Linked DNA regions of Mus musculus: all the other regions are linked to region 3. Evidence: chromatin contacts called from public promoter capture Hi-C data. All regions are on one chromosome and are shown on one strand. Each heading gives the region's core, a stretch centred on a gene start, on an enhancer-like site or on the middle of the called end of the contact. The rest is flanking DNA. Distances are from core to core; before and after follow the strand shown. Region 1 holds the start of Dclk1 (doublecortin-like kinase 1). Region 2 holds the start of Sertm1 (serine rich and transmembrane domain containing 1). Region 3 holds the start of Spg20 (spastic paraplegia 20, spartin (Troyer syndrome) homolog (human)).

Region 1 (2,700 bases), core at 5-2,504, 130 kb before region 3:
AGGCGATATATTTAGGAACAGTCATGACACGGTCGTTCCCCACCCCCCCCCCGCCCCCTTCGGAACACCCTGCAGTGTGGCAGCTGAGCGCGCGTGCACAGTAACCTGGGCACACATTCACAGGTGCAGTCAGAGAGGGAGCCCTGTTTGAATGAAATCTTCTTGTTACTTCTCTCACCCACAAGGATTTCCTTGCCAAATCCAGTGGCGATGCCTCAGAAACCTGATTTTCAAAAGCAGCCTCTTTTGTGGGGCAATGCGGCGCTGTGTGTGCGCTCCCCCTAGGAGGAAAATGTCTTTTCCTCTCTGCATGCTTTTAGCACTGCAGGTACTAATTCGTACACAAGGCTTCCTGGCTGTCCCCAGAGGAACTTGAGACCATGCAAAAAGGTACTTGCAACGCCTACACTGCAGCCCCCATCACCAGGCACATGCCACCCTCCTGGGCACTCGGGAAAGCATGCACACAATAAGAGGCCAGGCCCAGCCACTCCTTCCTTGCCCACTTGGTCCTAGCTCCACAGTCAATCCTGACAATGACAAGCGCCTCTCCCAGCTCCTCCGCGGCTCTCTATCTCCAACAACAAGGGGATGGAAAGCCTTGGAGGGCCCAACCCGCCAGACTCCCTATTTAAAGCCGGTGGCACCAGACAAAAGAGGCAGGAGCCAGCAACCCTGGGGCCGCGGGCACACAACGCTTCCTGGCCGGACCAAACTAGCCAGCCCAGAGCAGCCGTCTTTCGAGGAACGGCGGGCGGGGCGGCTGCTGCCCAGTGGGGTCCATCCTGGCCAGGGCTTCCAGGGCTGCGGTCAGACGGCACCACGGGGCCTGCCCGCACCTTCCCCAGCCCAGGCAAAGCACGCACCGGTCGCGGGTGGAGGCTGGGTTGTCTGTGGCCGGCTGCTGGAGCTGTCCTCGCCGGGCTGGGCGCGGCTGGGGCTGCGGAGCACGAGCGTCTGGAAGCTGCGACCGCTAGTGCACTGATGCGCTGGAGCTGGTCCTCATTGAAATGCGGTTCTCCGCTCAGCCTCACTCCAGCCTCTCTCCCGAGGAGGGCGGTGGCGCGCAAGCTTTTCTTGTGTCTCACTCGCTCACATGCCCTCCCTTCTCCCTCCTTCTCCTGCTCCGCCCTCCGCCCTCCTTGGCAGGGCGCGCCCACCGTGGCTGAGTCCAGGGTCCTCCCTCCTCTAGCCAGGCTTCTGGTTGCAATGGTCTTGGTAATCTGGATTGCCTGGACACCCCTCCGCTCCCAAGCCTCCCCAGTCGCTAGAAGGACTTGCCAGAGGATGGGGGCAGATTGGTTGGTGGCTCAGGGAACTGAGAAAGAATATCGATAGAGATGAATCTGAAGCAGGTCATGTGCTGGGCAGAGAAGTGGTCCAGTATTGAGGTCGCCTTCATCAAAGGAGACCAGAGGAACTCACCCACCTACCCACACACCCCTACATCTTTTCATTTGGCATTGTGGTTTGACACGCCCTTCCCAGGAATAGGGAAGCCAGTAGGATTGCCCCTCAAAACTGCTTTTTCTGAACTGTCCTGGGAGACCAGATCTGGACCCTTCAAACTAAGCAATGTAAAGTAATCCTCAGTCTCCCTACTTGGGGAGGGCCACGTTCCACTCGTCATTCGCGATTGACCCCAAGACATGAGTCACTGTTGAGATGGTGGCCTCCTGCTTAGGGCTTTATTTCACAATAAGCTTTTGATAACTTAAGGCCACACTTAGACTGCTCTTGGAGGCCTCTTGGCTGCAAGACTGGCAGTCTGTCAGGGTGGAAAGTCCCATAAGCTTACACAAGCCTTCCCTCCCCGAACAAGAATGTTCTCAGAACCCAGATGTTCACAGCTTCCACTGGATACAATTCTGGGGACTGGGACCCCATCCCAGGTATCTCTGAAACATTTGCATGGCTCAGTATGCAGCCTAAATATATATATTTAAAAGTCATTAGACAATACATAGACACATGCCAATATATGTATTTGTTTGTCTTACTGACTCTGGGCTGCTCAATAAAAAACACAAAATTAATTTTTTCTGCCCACTGGGTCCAGTTATGTATTTTACTATTTATTGTTACTAAAAGTTATTCTGAAATTCTCCTGAAGTATTCTGTTCATGCTGATTACCCTTTGTTAGAAAATGCAGCCAACTGGGATATGTATTACATATTCAATAAATGATGAGATATCTACTTCTGAGCTACTCAAGAGGCCAGAGATGAGTGTAGAATGCACTCACCAAATTAACTAGATGCAAAGTCCCACGCTCTGCTTCTTCAAATTCTAGTGCAAAAGTAAGGCTCAGAGCTAAGCCAAGAGATGGACACCAAACAAGTCTGTTTCATTGAGACCAGAAATCAAGACCTCCACTTATCTTGCCAGTGAGAAGTCCCCAGTGATTTCTTCCAAGTGTGTGACTAATAGAGATCCTACCTCGAACCTCCCCCCAGTGGACATGCTGTCAAGGTCATTTCATTTTATAAATGACTTATTTATCTCAATTTTATGTGTATGAATGTTTGCCTACATGTATGTATGCATAGCACATGTGTGCAGTGCTCCTGGAGACCAGGAGAGGATGTGGTATCCCCTAGAGCTGGAGTTGCAGGTGTTTGTAAGCCACTGTGTGGGTGCTGGGAACTGAACCCAGGTCCTCTGCAAATGTAACAAGAGCTCCTACCCACTGAGCCATC
Region 2 (2,823 bases), core at 8-2,507, 200 kb after region 3:
TACAGCTCATTCAGCTCCCCCTACATTTTTATTTTATTTTAAATGAGATGGAGTCTCAGACAAGGCTACCTTGGTCCTGGCTCCATAGCTAAAGATGGCCTTGAACTCTGTCTCCACCTTTAAAGTGTTGGGAGTACAAGTAAGTGCCACCATGCTGAGTTTATGTGGTGCTGGGAGTGGACTCCAAAGTCTCTAGCTGTTCGAGTGCTCCACCATCTGAGCTCCATGTTCAGTTCCACCACACGTCCCCCTCCCCCTCATCTTAAGTGAGGCACACGCATATCCACATAGAAAAGACTCACATGCCCAGGACAAGCAGAACAGAGACAGCATAGCTTTTATCACAACGGTGTCTCAGAGTTAGGCCCCATGCCTGTCTCTACCTGGAAAACCAATAAACGTGGACAGAAACAGTGTAATCCAGGAGCTAGGCACTGGTGAACAACGAGCTGTCACGAAGATTTAGGCAGCCCAGTGCTTTGTTGGTTCACTTTTAAGCCAAAAAATGGGGGGGGGGGGCGGTCCTCCGGGTGAAAATCCATCAACAAAAAGTAACCAACATGTCCCAGAGCTCAGTGCTTCAGATCATATAGACCAGGGAGCCAACTGGGTCTTTGAATAAAAAAGAACCCAAGACACCAAAGAAACCAAGCTTCTCTTCTCCCCAAAGCATCTAAACAAGCCCAGGCACGGAAGGCTCCCGTTCCATCGTTCCTTTATAGGATTGTGACATTTATCCGTGTAGTCTTTAATGATTATCTGTGTGACTGGCGGTCGTAGAAACCATGGTTCTATTCATTCATTAGATGGTTTCTCAGAGGACTGAGAGGGCGGGAAGGAGAAAGACTGAATGGGGGAGGGGGCTGAGGTGAAATTCATCATAGAAGGCGATGTCCCTTGCAGCTCGCCCTTTTGGAGTGGAGGCTGCGCAGGACTCGTAAAGACATAAGAAGGGAAACTTTGACAGGAAAGGGATGCTTTCCCCTGAGCCTAGGGGGGAAAAAAAAACTGAAGCCCACCACATATCGCCACAAAAGTTCAGCACACCACACCTGCCTTCCCCAGATGGGGCTCCCCGCGCAAACGCCTCCTCGTCCTCCAACCAGGGTGTAAGCTCCTCCCTCGTTAGAACGCCGTGCTGTCCTAGCTCCAGAGCGCCTGGGCTGCCTGGCGGCGGGGAGTGGGCCCAGCTCTCTGCCATTGGTCGCATGGCCCCGGAGGGAGGAGGGACAGCGCAGAGCCCAGCGCAGCCTACCGGGTGCCCACTCCCATTGCGCTCGCCGCTCGTGCGCTCTGCTCTCGCTCCGCGCCCCCGCGAGGTGCATTCCCTAGGATCGTCGTGGGGCGCACGTCGTCAAGACAGGGCCGCTGCCCCACCCCAGCGCCGGAGTCCAGATCTGCACATCAGTGAGCACAAGAGTTGGGAACTAAAACGAACCGGTCACAGAGCAATGGCAGTGGGCTGGTCCCTAGAGAGGGCCTCCGGACGCCCCGCCTAGGGTGGCAGGGGGTTCCTTAGCTTCGGGATGCTTCATCCCGACTCTCCTGGGACTACTTGAGATTTGGCTCCTTGCTGTGGAACGCCTCCCGAATCTTTTCTTTTCTTAGCTGGCCCCGGAAGCCCAGCTCTCAGGGTCTCTGGGAGACTGGGCCAGCCAACTACAGCTGGATTCACCAGGGGCCGGGCAGGCAATGTCCTTGGCCCTGGGATGACCCGCCTGATTCCTGGGCTCGGGGAGTCAGGAAAGTCTGCCCTCCAGTCCGCGCTGCTGCAAAGGATGATTCCTCTGCGGGCAGTTTACACTTTGTAATACGTTTCTGATGCCTTTTGTGTGGGGTTTGAGGTGTATGAGAGCATTTCTTTATTTCTAGGGTCATCTGCTTTTCCTGGGGAGTCGCCACAGGCACATTGACGGCTGGCGTTTCTCTGTCCTGTATTCCCTTGAGTCTCCTCGCCTGGCTGCGAATTCGGATAAGTTCTTCCCGCTGAACTCTTGGGTTCCCCAGCGGAGCTTTCTTAGCTCCCCCCAAAACCGGGTAAGCAATTCACTCTCAACCCTTCTCTTTCCCGGGATGTGAGAGGCGAGATTGCCTGCAGTCCTGCACCTCCCAGGCAAGCGGGAGGTGCGCGCATTATGGGCAAATGTTTGAGTTCTCATTAAGACCGAAGAAAAAGCAACACTCCCTCCTCCTGAGAGAACAGAGAGCCACATTCATTCGCAGAAACGTCTTGAAGATCAGGTTTGTGGACTGTGCCTGTGTGCCTTGTGCGGTCAGGTGTCTGGTGCCGGGGGCTCCCCCAGGTTTAGTGTCAGGGACTCCAGGGACTAGGTCTGTTTCTTAATGTCCTCCGTTTTCTCTGCCGATTTGTCTTCCTGGCAAGAATGTTCTGTTGAAGCACTTCAATTCAGTGGGTCTTGTCTCACAGTGCTTTGTTTAGAGGAAGGTCAAAGCTATCCTGTTGGACTTGGCTCCCAATGCAGGTACCAGAGCAGGTGAATGGACAACTGCTCCCAATGCTGGTGAATGGACAACTGCAGGCCCTGAACTGAGGTCCACCCAGAAACCACTCCTTAGGATGCTTGTTCTAGGATACTTTTCCGTTTCTGTGCCTCCGATTCACTGTGCAGGCAACAGGAAAGAGACAAGACTGTTGAGTCTTTTCCTAAAACATTTACTTTTTTTCTGCCATCCTACTGCCCAATACACTGTCCTTAAAACTGCATTAAAATCATATTTAATTGTCCTCGTTGGCCAGCTATATCATAACTAATATTCCTTTGTGATTTAGTCTAATATACTGGCCTGTTACTGAATATGCTT
Region 3 (2,700 bases), core at 19-2,518:
GCATACTGTACTAAGCTACATCCCTCACTCCTCCTATCTGGGTCGGGAACATGGGGGACTGATTGTCAGGGAGGGTTCAACTCTAGAACCATTCCAACAATTCTTTCTTGCTTGGGAACTGTATGTTTCAGATTGTACCGCGCACCACGTGGGCAACAAACCACATTCCTCAAAATACAGAGGTTTCCTGTTTCAAACAAGTCCTCCACAAACACAATTAAGACCATCAGGAAGGCACACCAACCAAGACCAGTTCCCTCAGAACTAGGAGCACTCATTATTCACTTAATTGCTTCTGAAAATTTTAAAACAGTTGCTAAATTCTTAGGTATCCGAGGGTCATTTCATCGATCAAAAACCGTTCCGTTTATAATACAACAAAGCAAATCTCGAGGATCCTTAAGCAATCCCACAACCATGGGGAATAACGGAACCAGCCGTACACTAGAGCAATAAAGTAGCCTCACAAAACCACACACACTCCCAGAGAAAACTTTTCTAGACCTAAAGTTAGGCCTCGGGGGTCCTTTGAGATGCTGGAAGCCAGTAAACTTGTATCCCAATTACCAATGCCCGCTCCATTCACTGCCAGTGTTGTGGCTCCTGGCGCTTTCAGCTGCCAACGTTGGACAAGCTGTAGAGGAGCAAGAAAGCCAGTGGGGTTTGGAGAGGGAACAGTGGCGGACGCACACTAGGGATCACCAGAGATCAGGGATGGGAGGATCCGAACCAAGGGACAAGCGAGGATCAGGGATAGGTAAACGCACACCAAGGATGCGCGGGGGCGCAGGATTGAAGGACCAGCGCCGGGGATAAGAAGGGACCAAGGATGGGAGGGCCAGCACCAGGGATGCGCGGGTTCCTGGGGCAGGAGGATCTAGGACCTGAGCGCCGCTCCCCGGGCCAGAGCTGTAGGAGACGAAAGATGGGCGAAGGCTCCTTCAGTACTAGCTGGAATAGCCTCAGCAGGACTTCTGGAAACTTCCTTGGCAGAAGGGCTCTCAGCAAGATGCCGCCTGGACCCGGGCCGCAGCCCCCACCCCCGCTGGGCGTCCCGGGGTGGACCCGGCTCACAAAGCCCCGCGTGACGCCCTCTAGGTCCGGCCCCGCCCACGCGTCACCACACCGGCGCGGAGCTGAGCTTCTGCCCACTCTGACCTTCCAAAGGCGCACGGGTAGCCAGCGGTCCGCTCCGAGCCCGAGAGCCCACGGAGAGCGCGCAACTGCAGGCCCCACACACCCTCCGGCCTCAGCCAGGCCCAGGCCACGTCGGACCGCGCCTGCGCACTCCGTACCGGCTGCCCTGGGGCCGCCGAAGGGACCCGCAGTGCCACGGCAATGACAGCTTCCGGCCGCCAGGGGGAGACCTGGGTCGGGCACTGAGGATTGGGAGAACAAATGGTTGCCTGGAACCTGGGACCTTGCCTGACCTGTGCAAAGTGTTAAATCTGTGACATAAAAACAAAACAAACTAACAAACAAAAACCTCACAAGGCTGGGGGCTGGAGAGACGGCTCAGCAGTGAAGAAGAGGTCATTATTTTTTATTTGCTCTGTAATCCATAAAGAACACACCATAATAATTTATAAGTGCAACAATTAAAAGTGAATAAAAGATTTGAGTAGATCCTTCTTTAGACAAGATATACAGACCACCAGAAAGAATATCAAAAGATAGTGAATCCGCCGGGCGTGGTGGCACACGCCTTTAATCCCAGCACTCTGGAGGCAGAGGCAGGCAGATTTCTGAGTTCGAGGCCAGCCTGGTCTACAAAGAGAGTTCCGGGACAGCCAGGGCTATACTGAGAAACCCTGTCTCGAAAACAAACAAACAAACAAACAAAAGATAGTGACTATCACGAGTCTTCAGGCTAACTCAAATCAAAATGAGATGTAACTTCTGTCTCATTAGAATGGCTGTAATCAAAAGATAAGCAGAAAAGGGTTTGGCAAGATGGTTTTTTTTCCGGTCCTCCTGCCTTACTGGTGGGAGTGTTAAGTAACCAAAACCAGCCCAGCAAAGTCTACCCCTAGTTAGAATTGTTCATAAAATTATCCATTTATCTTGATTCAAATAATTCAGTCGTTGTAAAATTCCTTTCCCTCTCTTGACACCACCTGTAATCACCTGGGTAGAGTCCCGATGAGAGATGGTCTGCGTTAGGTTGGATGTGTGGGGGGTGTCTTAAGTTAATTGATGTGGCATGACCCAGCTCACTGTGGGCAGCACCATTTCCAAGATAGGAGGCCTTGAAAGAATGGAGAAAATGCACTAGGCACAAGCAATCAGGCAGGCAAGCCTGAGTTAATTCCTTTCTCCCTGCTCTTGACTGTAGGTGTGATATATCTAGATGTTTGATTTCCTGCTTGACTTTCTCATAATACTGGATTATAACCTGGACCAGTGACCTGAGTTAAACCTCTTCTTATTCCTCTGAATCATAGCAACAAATATAACTAGGACACACTCCTATTTATTTTGTTTAAGTGAATCAGGTAGGATTTTATAATGGCATCCTGCCTTTATTCTTTAACTGCTTTCAAATCATATGCTCAAAATCATTTTACAATGTCATATCTAGTGTGTGTGTGTGTGTGTGTGTGTGTGTGTGTTAGACAAAGAATCCCTCCATTTCTTCAGGCAATAAAATTAAGTCACTTGTCTACAGATCTACTTGCTACCAATTATAGTTACTCACAC

The links. Capture Hi-C pulls out chosen DNA fragments and counts their contacts.
Region 1: a contact with region 3 is called in a promoter capture Hi-C map of pancreatic islet. The contact joins the promoter of Dclk1 here to the promoter of Spg20 in region 3. A contact is called at or near these places in 2 of 9 other capture datasets (adipose tissue and pancreatic islet).
Region 2: a contact with region 3 is called in a promoter capture Hi-C map of pancreatic islet. The contact joins the promoter of Sertm1 here to the promoter of Spg20 in region 3. A contact is called at or near these places in 2 of 39 promoter capture datasets (hippocampal neurons and stem cell-derived epiblast-like cells), 2 of 115 datasets of contacts at active chromatin or transcription factors (embryonic stem cells and forebrain) and 2 of 9 other capture datasets (liver and pancreatic islet).

The regions. Positions count from the first base shown.
Region 1 is chr3:55,240,918-55,243,617 of GRCm38.p6, reverse strand. It overlaps Dclk1 (doublecortin-like kinase 1), which reads right to left and starts at 1,254. Exons shown (of 17, transcript NM_001195538.2): 1 at 867-1,254.
Region 2 is chr3:54,914,321-54,917,143 of GRCm38.p6, reverse strand. Sertm1 (serine rich and transmembrane domain containing 1) reads left to right here and starts at 1,257. Exons shown (of 3, transcript NM_177854.4): 1 at 1,257-1,407; 2 at 1,873-2,037. Gm31358 (a long non-coding RNA gene) reads right to left here and starts at 1,125. Exons shown (of 4, transcript XR_375676.2): 1 at 1,053-1,125.
Region 3 is chr3:55,110,676-55,113,375 of GRCm38.p6, reverse strand. It overlaps Spg20 (spastic paraplegia 20, spartin (Troyer syndrome) homolog (human)), which reads right to left and starts at 1,268. Exons shown (of 9, transcript NM_144895.2): 1 at 1,159-1,268.